2 separate regions of the Mus musculus genome follow, and region 2 is linked to region 1. Evidence: chromatin contacts called from public promoter capture Hi-C data. All regions are on one chromosome and are shown on one strand. Each heading gives the region's core, a stretch centred on a gene start, on an enhancer-like site or on the middle of the called end of the contact. The rest is flanking DNA. Distances are from core to core; before and after follow the strand shown. Region 1 holds the start of Dctn5 (dynactin 5). Region 2 holds the start of Cacng3 (calcium channel, voltage-dependent, gamma subunit 3).

Region 1 (5,299 bases), core at 1,174-3,673:
AGCTTTTGCAAATAAGTTAATTTAGGCTATGCCAAATTACTAGTTCCTGAAAGTTTAGATTCTCTTTGTCTCCTTAGCATCTGTGGTTGAAATGTTCCCTTAGCAGAAGTGCCCCCCTTGTCTTTCCACCATTTAGGACCCCTATATTCATCCTTTAGACATAGTAAGTCCAAGACTAGCTTGCGATACGAGATCCTTTTTTTCTTTTCTTTTTTTTTTTTTTGGTTTTTTGAGACAAGGTTTCTCTGTAGCCCTGGCTGTTCTGGAACTCACTTTGTAGACCAGGCTGGCCCCGAACTCAGAAATCCGCCTGCCTCTGCCTCCCGAGTTCTGGGATTAAAGGCGCGTGCCACCATGCCTGGCTAAGAGATCCTTTCTTAAGAACAACTCCACAAACCAAAAGCATCAAAAAAGCTACAATGAAAGTTACTAAAAGGTCCTTCTTTTCTGCTGGGTGCAGGCTGACTGCTGTTGAAATGGGCAAGTTCATGAAACCCAGGAAAGTGGTGCTAGTCCTAGCTGGACAATACTCTGGATGCAAAACCGTATCATGAAGAACACTGATTGATGATGGCACCTCAGACCGCCCTTACAGCCATGCCCTAGTGGCTAGAATTGACTGCTATCCCCCAAAAGAGACAGCTGCCACAGGCTAGAAGAAAATTGCCAAGCAATCCAAGATAAAGTCCTCTGTGAAAGTTTATAACTATAACCACCTCATGCCCACAAGGGAGTCTGGATATCCCCTTGGGCAAAACTGTTGTCAACAAGGATGCATTCAGAGACCCAGCTTTGAAACACAAGGCCAGGCAGGAAGCCAATGTCAAGTGTGAGGAGTGATACAAGACAGGGAAGTGCAAGTGGGTTTTCCAGAGGCTTCACTTTTAGGTATGTTTTTGTTTTGGTCATTAAAAATTAAGAAAAAAAGTTACTAACAACTTAAACTTTTCTTAAGCACTTTCCCCACCTCATTCCCCAGCACTTTTGTGGGACTCCAGCACTTCTGTGCTAAAGTCACTTTAGTCCCCATCCATTCTCAGACACATAATAATAAAAATGGCAGATACTTTCATAATGTGCTTCAGTTAGTCCTAGGGAATTTTGTGACTTTAATGTCCAATGACTCAATTAGCACTCACAATAACCCTAACAAATAGATTCTATTATATAATCATCCTCCTTTGAGATATGCAAACTGAACAGAGAATAAGCAGTTCCTCCAGGATGCTGCCATTTATAACTGCTCCATTTAACACCCCCCCCACACACACAGAGGTTTCATATCATATATATTTTGATTCATAATAGCAGCAAACTGCAGTTATTAAGTAGCAACCAAATTATGGTCATGGGCCACCACAACATGAGTAATTCTGATCTTAACCTGTTATCTTGTCCTCAATCTTATCAGTAAGTAGGAGTTATCTTGTTTATTTGTAAATGATCTTTACCACCCTTAGAAGGTAAGACAGGATAGGAAGACAAATTAATGTGAATTCTAATTTTGCACAGAAAGCACAAGAACATGGAAGTAATATTTAAGTCTTGCAGGAGAATAATATTCTGAGCCTGAAAGAAATGAGAGCTCCTTCTAACTACTACACTAAATTTGTATGCACACACACAACACCTGTTCATTATATGTAATATTTATATTATTTTCTTCCCCTCATCTTGTTCCAACGTGGGTCTTAAACATGGAGAACACCAGCTGCAGAACCAACCAGAGTACACGTTATAACCATCCCCTTCTCCAATGTAAACCTATTTTGGAGGTCAAGCCCTAACAGACAAACACGAAAATGTATATATATAAGGCTGTTGACGTGACGTGAAAGATTTATGTGACGGGGCCGGAGTGGAGTGGGAGAGAAGAGGGCCTCTAGGTTTACCTATATGTAGTTTTACACCTAATATTTATGCAGTGCCACTAGAAGATGGGTTTGGCTCGTCTGCATTTTAAGCTTCGCCACCCGAGCAGCGCGCTCGTCTCAGTGACTTCTCGTGGAGGCTGTAGGTAGGAGGACACTGCCTCGGATACAGGAACTAGGTTTGAAAACCCAGCCTAAAGCCCTGGGTCACCCTTCCCGCAACCCGGGCACCTTTTCCTTCTCCGCATAGCTGAGGGGCTTCCCGGAAAGCTCTTCCATCGGGTTGGAAGCCGAACGCAAGGAGCAGCCGTCTCCAGCCTCGGGCCTGTGGTCACGGGGACCCAGCCAGGGCTTCCTAGGGCCAAGAGGAACCCCTGGGAAGAACGGGGACCTAGTTCACCCCCACTATGTTCCTGCCGAGCCACACAGGTTCCGCGCGCTAGCCGCTCTGGCCAATTAAAACCTCTGTTCGCTCTGCGCACGCGCAGCTGGAGACTGCCGAGCGATCGAGCAGGCTTGACTAGAGGAGAGTCGAATGAGAGTCCAGGGCGGGGATAGCGGAAGTGGCCGATCAACCGGAAGTAGCTGGAATCACCGTCTGCCTGAGCTACTGACAGGATCCTGAGGTTCAGAGAGGGGGAAGCCATGGAGTTGGGCGAACTGCTGTACAACAAGTCGGAGTACATCGAGACGGTGCGCGTGTGGCGACCCTGCCGCCGCTGGCAGTCACGGGACCCTCGAGGACTGGACGGTCGCCCCTCCCGTCCCGGCTGCACTGGTTCCCGTTCCCTCAGTCCCTTCCTTGGATGACTTAGAGATGCTTCGTGTTTCATCTGATTGTTATTTAGTCGGTGCATGCATGCATTAGGCTCTCTTCTCCTTCATCTCGTGTGTGTGGGTGTGCTGTGTAGCGGGGGAGGAAAGTGTGGATGTGGGAGAGTTTCTATGCATATATATCTATGTGTGTGCATATACACACGCCTGAGTTTCCTGTTAAATAATGTCTTCCAGAGGAATACACAGTACAGCCTATTCATTCTGTATATAAATTACATTTTCAGACTCCGGGCCCTTTTTAAAAATAATATTTCACAGTCTGCTTACGTGCTAAGACGTTATTGTTTCTATTCGTCAACTCATAATACAACATATGTAAACTGCCCCCGTTAGGGTTACTATCATTATTTTTTCTGTGTGTCTGTGATCATGGAAAAGTAATTTTCCTCACTGAAGGCTATGAAACCGTAATATGGAAGTGGGGTCTGAATGCACATCAGTCATTAGACCGCTCATTAGATACCGATCCTGAATTCATTTCTTGAGCTCTCAGTTCCTGATCTACCCTTGCTCTTTTGATAGATTGGATTCAGTTCCTGAGTGCTCTTATCACGGAGCCGTGCCCACAGCCTTCCCCCCCCCCCCCCAGTGCATTCCTTCTCCAGTTTGTTTTTGTTTGTTTGTTTGGTGATGGAGTCTCACTTCATAGTTTAGTCTAACCCCAAATTCACAGTCACCCCACCCAGAGCTGGGACAGTAGGGGTGCAGTATACATTCAGGCCTCATTCATTTTTAGACTGCCCTTCATTTGAAGTAATTTTCTCCTCAATGTGAGCTTTCATGATGGAAACTGTAGTCCAGAAATCCTCTGTTTTTTCACTCCAGATTTCTGTTTGCTTTTAGGCATCTGGGAACAAAGTTAGTCGCCAGTCTGTTTTGTGTGGAAGCCAGAACATCGTCCTCAATGGCAAGGTAAAGGGCACAGGCAGCTTCAGGAGGTTACCCTTATGCCTTCAGCTAGTCACTGTATCAGCAGGGTATATGGGATAGTGCTGTCTCCAATTTGTCATTTCCAGTTCTCTCTCTTTGTTTTTGTTTTTTTAAACATTTATTTATTTTATGTATATATGAACACATTGTCACTGTCTTCAGACACACCAGAAGAGGGCATTAGATCCCATTACAGATGGTTTTGAGCCACCATGTGGTTGCTGGGAATTGAACTCAGACCTCTGAAAGAGCAGCCAGTGCTCTTAACCGCTGAGCCATCTCTCTAACCCCTCTTTCTTTGTTTTCATTTTTTTCTCCAAATTAGATTTATTGAATGCACAAAGACGATCAGGGAGGAGAAGCCAAAAAAATTAGAGAGCGGCCCATTAGATGGGGAATAAAGAAGCTTTAAGGAAGAGGGTGGGGAGGGCAGTAACACGTGAAATATAACAGGAGAGAGCACAGGAGACACAGGGCAGCTAGACAGAGGGAGAAGAGAGGGGAGGAATTTCTTCTAAACAGAACGTGAACACTTCTGTCATTTTCTTCAGTATTTTATTTAAATAGGATTTACATTGCATTAAATATTATGAGTAAGAACATGGTGGTGGTGGAGGGAAGGGCCAGAAATCTTTTATGTCTGAACAGAATGCAGTGGCAGATTGTTCTCTGTGCTGTATTGTGCCTAGGACTACTAGACACAAAACTCATGAAGAGGCAGTATCTTAAGTACTTTAAAACAGAATTCAGGGACATGGACTTAACTGGTATTTTTTACACGTGTTTTGCTTTATAGACCATTATAATGAATGACTGTATCATCCGAGGAGACCTGGCAAATGTAAGAGTTGGACGTCACTGTGTCGTGAAAAGCCGTAGTGTCATAAGGCCACCGTTCAAAAAATTCAGCAAAGGGTATGTGACTTAATTACCTGTTTGCAATCCTAGGCTCCATCCTGTTCTGGTGATGTTGCCCATGACCATGTGTTTAGATGTGTAATGAGAAGATCTGGCCATTTGGGGGCGCTGCATAAGCGCTCACAGTAATGAACCTCTCTCTGGGTGTTCATTGTTGGCTGTCAGGAAGAAAAGTCCCTACAAGAAACAGACAACCGAACACAGATAGTAAAGCCTGAGTAAACGGTAAAGCTGGAGTTTCCTCTCGAATGTATTCCAGAATCAGATAGTGCTGAGAAATTTGGATTTTTAATTTAAAATTAAAGAACTCTCAGGACTAGTGTAGCCAATAGTTTCTTAAACTGCAAGTCCCTGTATAATCATTGCATAACTGAATGTGGAGGGCTCTGACAACAAATGAAAGGTTTCTGAGTTTGTAAAACCAAAAATTAACTCAAAAGGAAATACAGAGTGAATCCAAAGTTTCTGGCAATATCTGCTCATGATACATCATCTGACGCTGCTGCAGCCTCAGCTCTGTGCACACACGCACACTGCACTGTGCACGACACCATACACGCCGTCCCAGTGAGTGCTTCCTCAAGCATTCCACTCAGATTTGAACTGTGGTAAAAATTCTAATGTCTTTACTGCATATTTTCCTGCTACTAGAGAAAGAGTGTTTAGTTATTGAAAATAAGCTTTTAATATTTTCCTACAGTCATTCCTTAACATGTAAGTATAAAGTTAGTATATCCTTGGGT
Region 2 (5,150 bases), core at 2,201-4,700, 540 kb after region 1:
ACATTCAAATTAGCTTTGGCTTTGCACAAAGGTTACCAAGGATGATCTAATGTCATCAAGCTATAGCACAAAGCTCTATTCTTGGGCATTGCAGCCATTTCTCTTCTGCTTTCTGAGTATGATTGTTTTCCTTGTCCACATGAGCACTTGGCTGTTCTTCTCAGTAGTCTACCTGGGTACTTGGTTCTATCAGCTAGACACCCAGTATGTGTGGCTTTCTGTTACAAATCTGAGGATGTGGATCTGGGGCTACCGTTGCTTTGCTGTGCGTCTGGTGAATGGAGTCATGGAGTGCACTATCCCTAAGGCCAAAGCCCTCCCACCATCACTGCCTTGCTACAGAGTGCACCTTTCCCACCTCTGCTGGAGTGAGAGAAGAATAAAACAGATCAAGGAAGGTCTGTTTGATTGTTATTAATTACTTCATATTATTTAAACTTCTGAGAGTGAGAAGAAAATATCCTCCTATCTTATAAAACCTCCCAGGAAAGACCAACTTCACCTTCATGTAACTATGTGGCCTTTTAAATTGATAGTTATCAATCAAGCTGTGTGTGAAAGCTATACCTGTAATCCCGGCATTCTAGGCATGGTATTTTTTTCTTATACAGAAAATCTGTTTCTCAGTTATTAGTATTGACATTCTTTTTTTCTTATTTTATTTATTTTTATTAGATATTTTCTTTCTATACATTAGTATTGACATTCTTGATCACTATTATTTTTGTTGTTAATACAAATAATAGTGATTGCTAACTTCCTTTCTCTTTCTTTCTTTCTTTCTTTCTTCTTTTTTTTTTTTTTTTGAAATGGTCTTAATGTAGTTTAGGCTGGTCTCAAACTTGTTAGAAAACCTAGGATGGCCTTGAACTGTTCTTCCTGCTCCTTACAGGAAGGCTCATGTATCTTTCCCCCATTGCCTTCCATGTGTTTCTAGTCTTGTTAGTTATGGTTTTGGCCCTAAAAATGCATTTCATTTTGTTATATGTTAAATTGTCAGTATAAATGTGACATACATATATACAACTCAATGCATATAAACAGACAAATCCACACTGTACCTGCATATTCGCACACACACACATACATACATACATACAGCTGTGTATTTATATAAAGCACGATCACATGACCCTACAAACTGCACCATGTGTGTGTACACATATACTCACATATCTACTTTATGTCTGCAACAAATTCATAGGCATTCAGAAATCATGACAAAATTGACCATAGTACTCATTTAGACATAAACACAACTATACAAATAAGCCTATATGTGCACGCATATGTATATATAACACCAAGAACCAAATCTTCAAATGACATTAACATAAAAATAAAAATATCAAAGTAACAAAAAGGTTGTGAGCCAAGTCTGAGACTTCTTCAGTATATTGCCCCTACTCAGTTACCTGAATAGAAGCTCTCATACAGCCAGAAATGGCATCCTGGGGAATGGAGATGTCTGTGATCCCCTTCCATTATATGTTTGTCCAGTTAAATAACACTCAACTATGACAGCTGGTTGTGGGCACATCTCATGGGTTGTAGAAATAGCGCATGCAGCCTCAATTCCAAGCATCCAAATGGGTGTTACTACCTGTCAGCCCACAAGAAAATAATTGGTCAGAGCAATTCGGTGGAATGCCTGAAGTCAACTTAGTGTGTGTCCTTATCTATATGCTAGAACATATGGAACCGGGAAGCTGGTCTGTGCCAGTTCTTTTCAGCATTTGCTATTTCTGAGGGAAAGAACTCACAGGTGTGTGATGACATTTGTGCTTTGGGCAAGCAAGGAGCCCAGACCTAATTACACCTGCATCCTGGTCTGACTTAGAAGATGTTAACAAATGAACAGCACCAGGGCCTTTGGAGAGAAGCTGACGTTTTCAATGCTCTCTCATCCTGAATTCACCACCCCCTCAAATGTAAAAGTGTGAAAATATTTAAGAAGTGTATTCAGAAATCAAACCTTTACATCCCTTCATCCAAGGTCCCTGATATGTAAACAACAGTTTAGGTACATTTAGTTCCTTCAGCCCTTTAGAGGTATATATGTTCACATATACATATGAATGGTTCTGGGTCTGATGTAAGCACACTGTCTCCTGTGTAAATCTGAGCTCCGGAGACAGGAGGGTAGACATATTGGTTTGTTTTCTGAGGAATGAAATTGAGACAAATACACATAGACAACATTTTGCCCACCCAAGTGAGCCACCAGTCAGTCTCCCATCCCTTTAAAAAGATTAGATCTTTCCCGGCTTCTGTCTCCCTAGTGGACTCCTGCAGCAAAGAGCAAAGTTGCCTGGCTCATTGGGCTCAGGGATGAGGAGGAGGGTTGATTAGAGAATGCTGCGTGGGGTGGGCTCTGAGATAACGCGCGCGCCAGAGTGCGCTGTGGGCCCTTGTCCTTAACCCTTCCCTCTGAGGAGCCGGATCCGCCGTACTGCAGTGCCCTGAAGCCCTGATGCTGATTGCCCTGGGCTCCCGAAACTTTGCTTGGTTGTGGGCTTGAGTACGCAGAGCTGAGCTGGCTGGCTGGCTCTAGGAACGCACTAGGAGAGTGTTAGGGAAGGGACCCTTCAGCACCCGGAGTTCCTAGACTAGGACCACGAGGAACGGTGCAGCGGCAAGGGGAGCTGTCCCTTCAGCACCACGGACCTCCAACGACCCGGCCTTGAGAAGTGGGAGGCTGGGCAACAGGAGAGGAGCTGTCCGCTCAGCACCACGGACCTCAGCTCTCCGACGCAAGTGGCCGGCCCCCGCCCCAGGACTCTCCCTTTTCTCCAGTTTGCGCGGGGGTGTGGAGAGCAGGCGGAGAGCTTTCCTGGGAGGCTGGGGAAGCAGTGAACACTCTTCTCAGCGACTCGCCTCCCAGCAGAGCTATTTTTTGCCATCCGCCCTCACCCCCAGCACACGCGCTCGCACACACGCACGCACGCGCGCACACACACACAAACACACACTCACACACACATACACACGCACACACACACATACACACGTACACACACACTCACACACACGCGCGCACACACGCACACACGCTCACACGCTCACACACCAGACCTCTCTGGGTTTCTTTTGCCTTGAGTCTCTCGGGGCTGTGAGAAACCAGGCGCATCTCAAACCAAGCTGGCAGCTCCAAGCTCCGAAGCCATGCCCTGCACAAACGCTAGTCCTCACCAAGCTCCTGAGGAATGAAAGCAACCCAGGAATCCTCTGACCGCGGCAGTGATGTGGACCAACCCCCTGGAGCCCGCACCCTCCCGAGGGCCATAGAGGACTCGGGGAACTGGAGAGAGCCCAAGACAGGAAATCCCAGCTTTCCCAAAGTCCCCGTGGATGCTGACAAAAGGAGATCTGGATTTTTGGAAGAGGCCGTCCTAGGTTACCCAGCTGCAGAGTGATTCTCCCGTCTGTCACTGAATCTACCCCTCCAACCCCCAGCCGTTCAGAGTACCATGAAGAATTATGAGGATGTGTGACAGAGGTATCCAGATGTTGATCACTACTGTAGGAGCCTTCGCAGCTTTTAGTTTAATGACCATTGCAGTGGGCACGGACTACTGGCTATATTCCAGAGGTGTGTGCAGGACTAAATCTACAAGTGACAATGAAACCAGCAGGAAGAATGAAGAAGTAATGACCCACTCCGGGTTGTGGAGGACCTGCTGCTTGGAAGGTACTTACAAATTCCTCTCACTGGCTCTGAATGATCTGCTTCTAATGTCCTGACATGTGTTGGGGGGGAAATAGAGGCAATGGAGGGGAAGAAAAATAGTTTTAATTGTTGTTGGAAATATGTGAGGGTCCAGACTATGCTTCCACGGAGCCTGGTGCTGTGTGGATGGAAGGGTTGGGTCTTGTTGATTGGTTTTGGTCTATGCCAAATGTGATGTGATTTTGTAACGCTCTTAAACACCTTCTGCAGTTGAGAAAGCCTCTAATCCCGAGTCTCTAAGCATGTTGTGCACTGCTTGGATTTCTGTCTATAGAAGGAGACTTTGGATTTGTTTAATTACATTTTGGTGAATGGGGATTATTAAGGAATGGAAGCAGAGAAGACAGGAAGGTGCTGAGGGACTGATCTAACCTGGAGCACTCTGATCTGGTTTTTTATCTTTTAATCAATAAAAGCTTACCAGCCTCTTCTGAGTTTGGTCCAACTAGACATTGTCATGAACTCCCTTTGTTAACTTATACTAGGGAACAATATGTAAGCCCTAATCCCCACACCCTCACATCTAAAGAAAATGTCTTTATGAATAAGTGTTTCATTATTTAGGCTCAAAATAAAACTGAAGTCTTGGTGTTTGCTCTCCACCTGACTTCATTCATAAATCACGCCCATCACCAGCAAATGTATTTCCTTGACATTTAGATAAGACTGACTCTGAGAATTGCATCTCATTGCTTCTAATTTTAAAAATTAGAGGATTTGCTCTAAATTATAATGAGGTGGGCAGGCCATTTTAGAATGTGGAGCTCTTAGGTAGCCTATGTCACTACTAAACTTGCTTCACCACTTGAAGAGTGACTGTCAGTTTCAGTGGACAATACCTGGGTATCACAAGGAGTGAAAAAATAATGAAGAAAATCAAAGCTTTGTGAACCTGCTACCTAAGGGAGCCACTAGATTAAAGGGCCACTAAGAAGGGATTTTGTCTGCTTGGTTGATTTTTGCTGTTTCTCTGGCTTCCAGGAAGTCAGTGAAGTTTATCACAGTGATAGTCAGGAAAATACAGGCTTCCTCCCCTCCCCTCGATCTCCCTTGGTTCCTCCCCCTGCATTCCCTGTGGCATTTCTCAGGGTTTCTTGGGAACTCGCATTTATGTAAATGACTTGGGAACTAATGCTATGACATCACTTGCTAGTGTAATATTGCATCATTCTCTGGCCTCCTTCCCACGTCCTGACGCTCTGAACTCTCCTGCCTATAGCGCCACTACAGTTGATTCTGTTTCCAACACAGATTTGCAACTGGTGGGAAACCCAGGAGGGAAAGGGCTACTTCATGTGAAGTCAGAAAACACCAAGTACTGCTGCAAATGGTCTCTATACTCTTAGCTAAGAGATTTGTCCCTTTTAACTCTCAGTTAACCCAAGAAATGACTGATTCAGAATCAATAGTCTTGAGTTAG

The links. Promoter capture Hi-C pulls out the DNA fragments that hold promoters and counts their contacts.
Region 2: a contact with region 1 is called in a promoter capture Hi-C map of the SN4741 cell line, with 2.5 times the contacts expected there. The contact joins the promoter of Cacng3 here to the promoter of Dctn5 in region 1. A contact is called at or near these places in 1 of 39 promoter capture datasets (the SN4741 cell line) and 1 of 9 other capture datasets (pancreatic islet).

The regions. Positions count from the first base shown.
Region 1 is chr7:122,130,618-122,135,916 of GRCm38.p6, forward strand. Dctn5 (dynactin 5) reads left to right here and starts at 2,424. Exons shown (of 6, transcript NM_021608.3): 1 at 2,424-2,564; 2 at 3,552-3,620; 3 at 4,435-4,553. The coding sequence starts at 2,517. Palb2 (partner and localizer of BRCA2) reads right to left here and starts at 2,329. Exons shown (of 13, transcript NM_001081238.2): 1 at 2,103-2,329. The coding sequence starts at 2,150.
Region 2 is chr7:122,668,294-122,673,443 of GRCm38.p6, forward strand. It overlaps Cacng3 (calcium channel, voltage-dependent, gamma subunit 3), which reads left to right and starts at 3,451. Exons shown (of 4, transcript NM_019430.2): 1 at 3,451-3,691. The coding sequence starts at 3,481.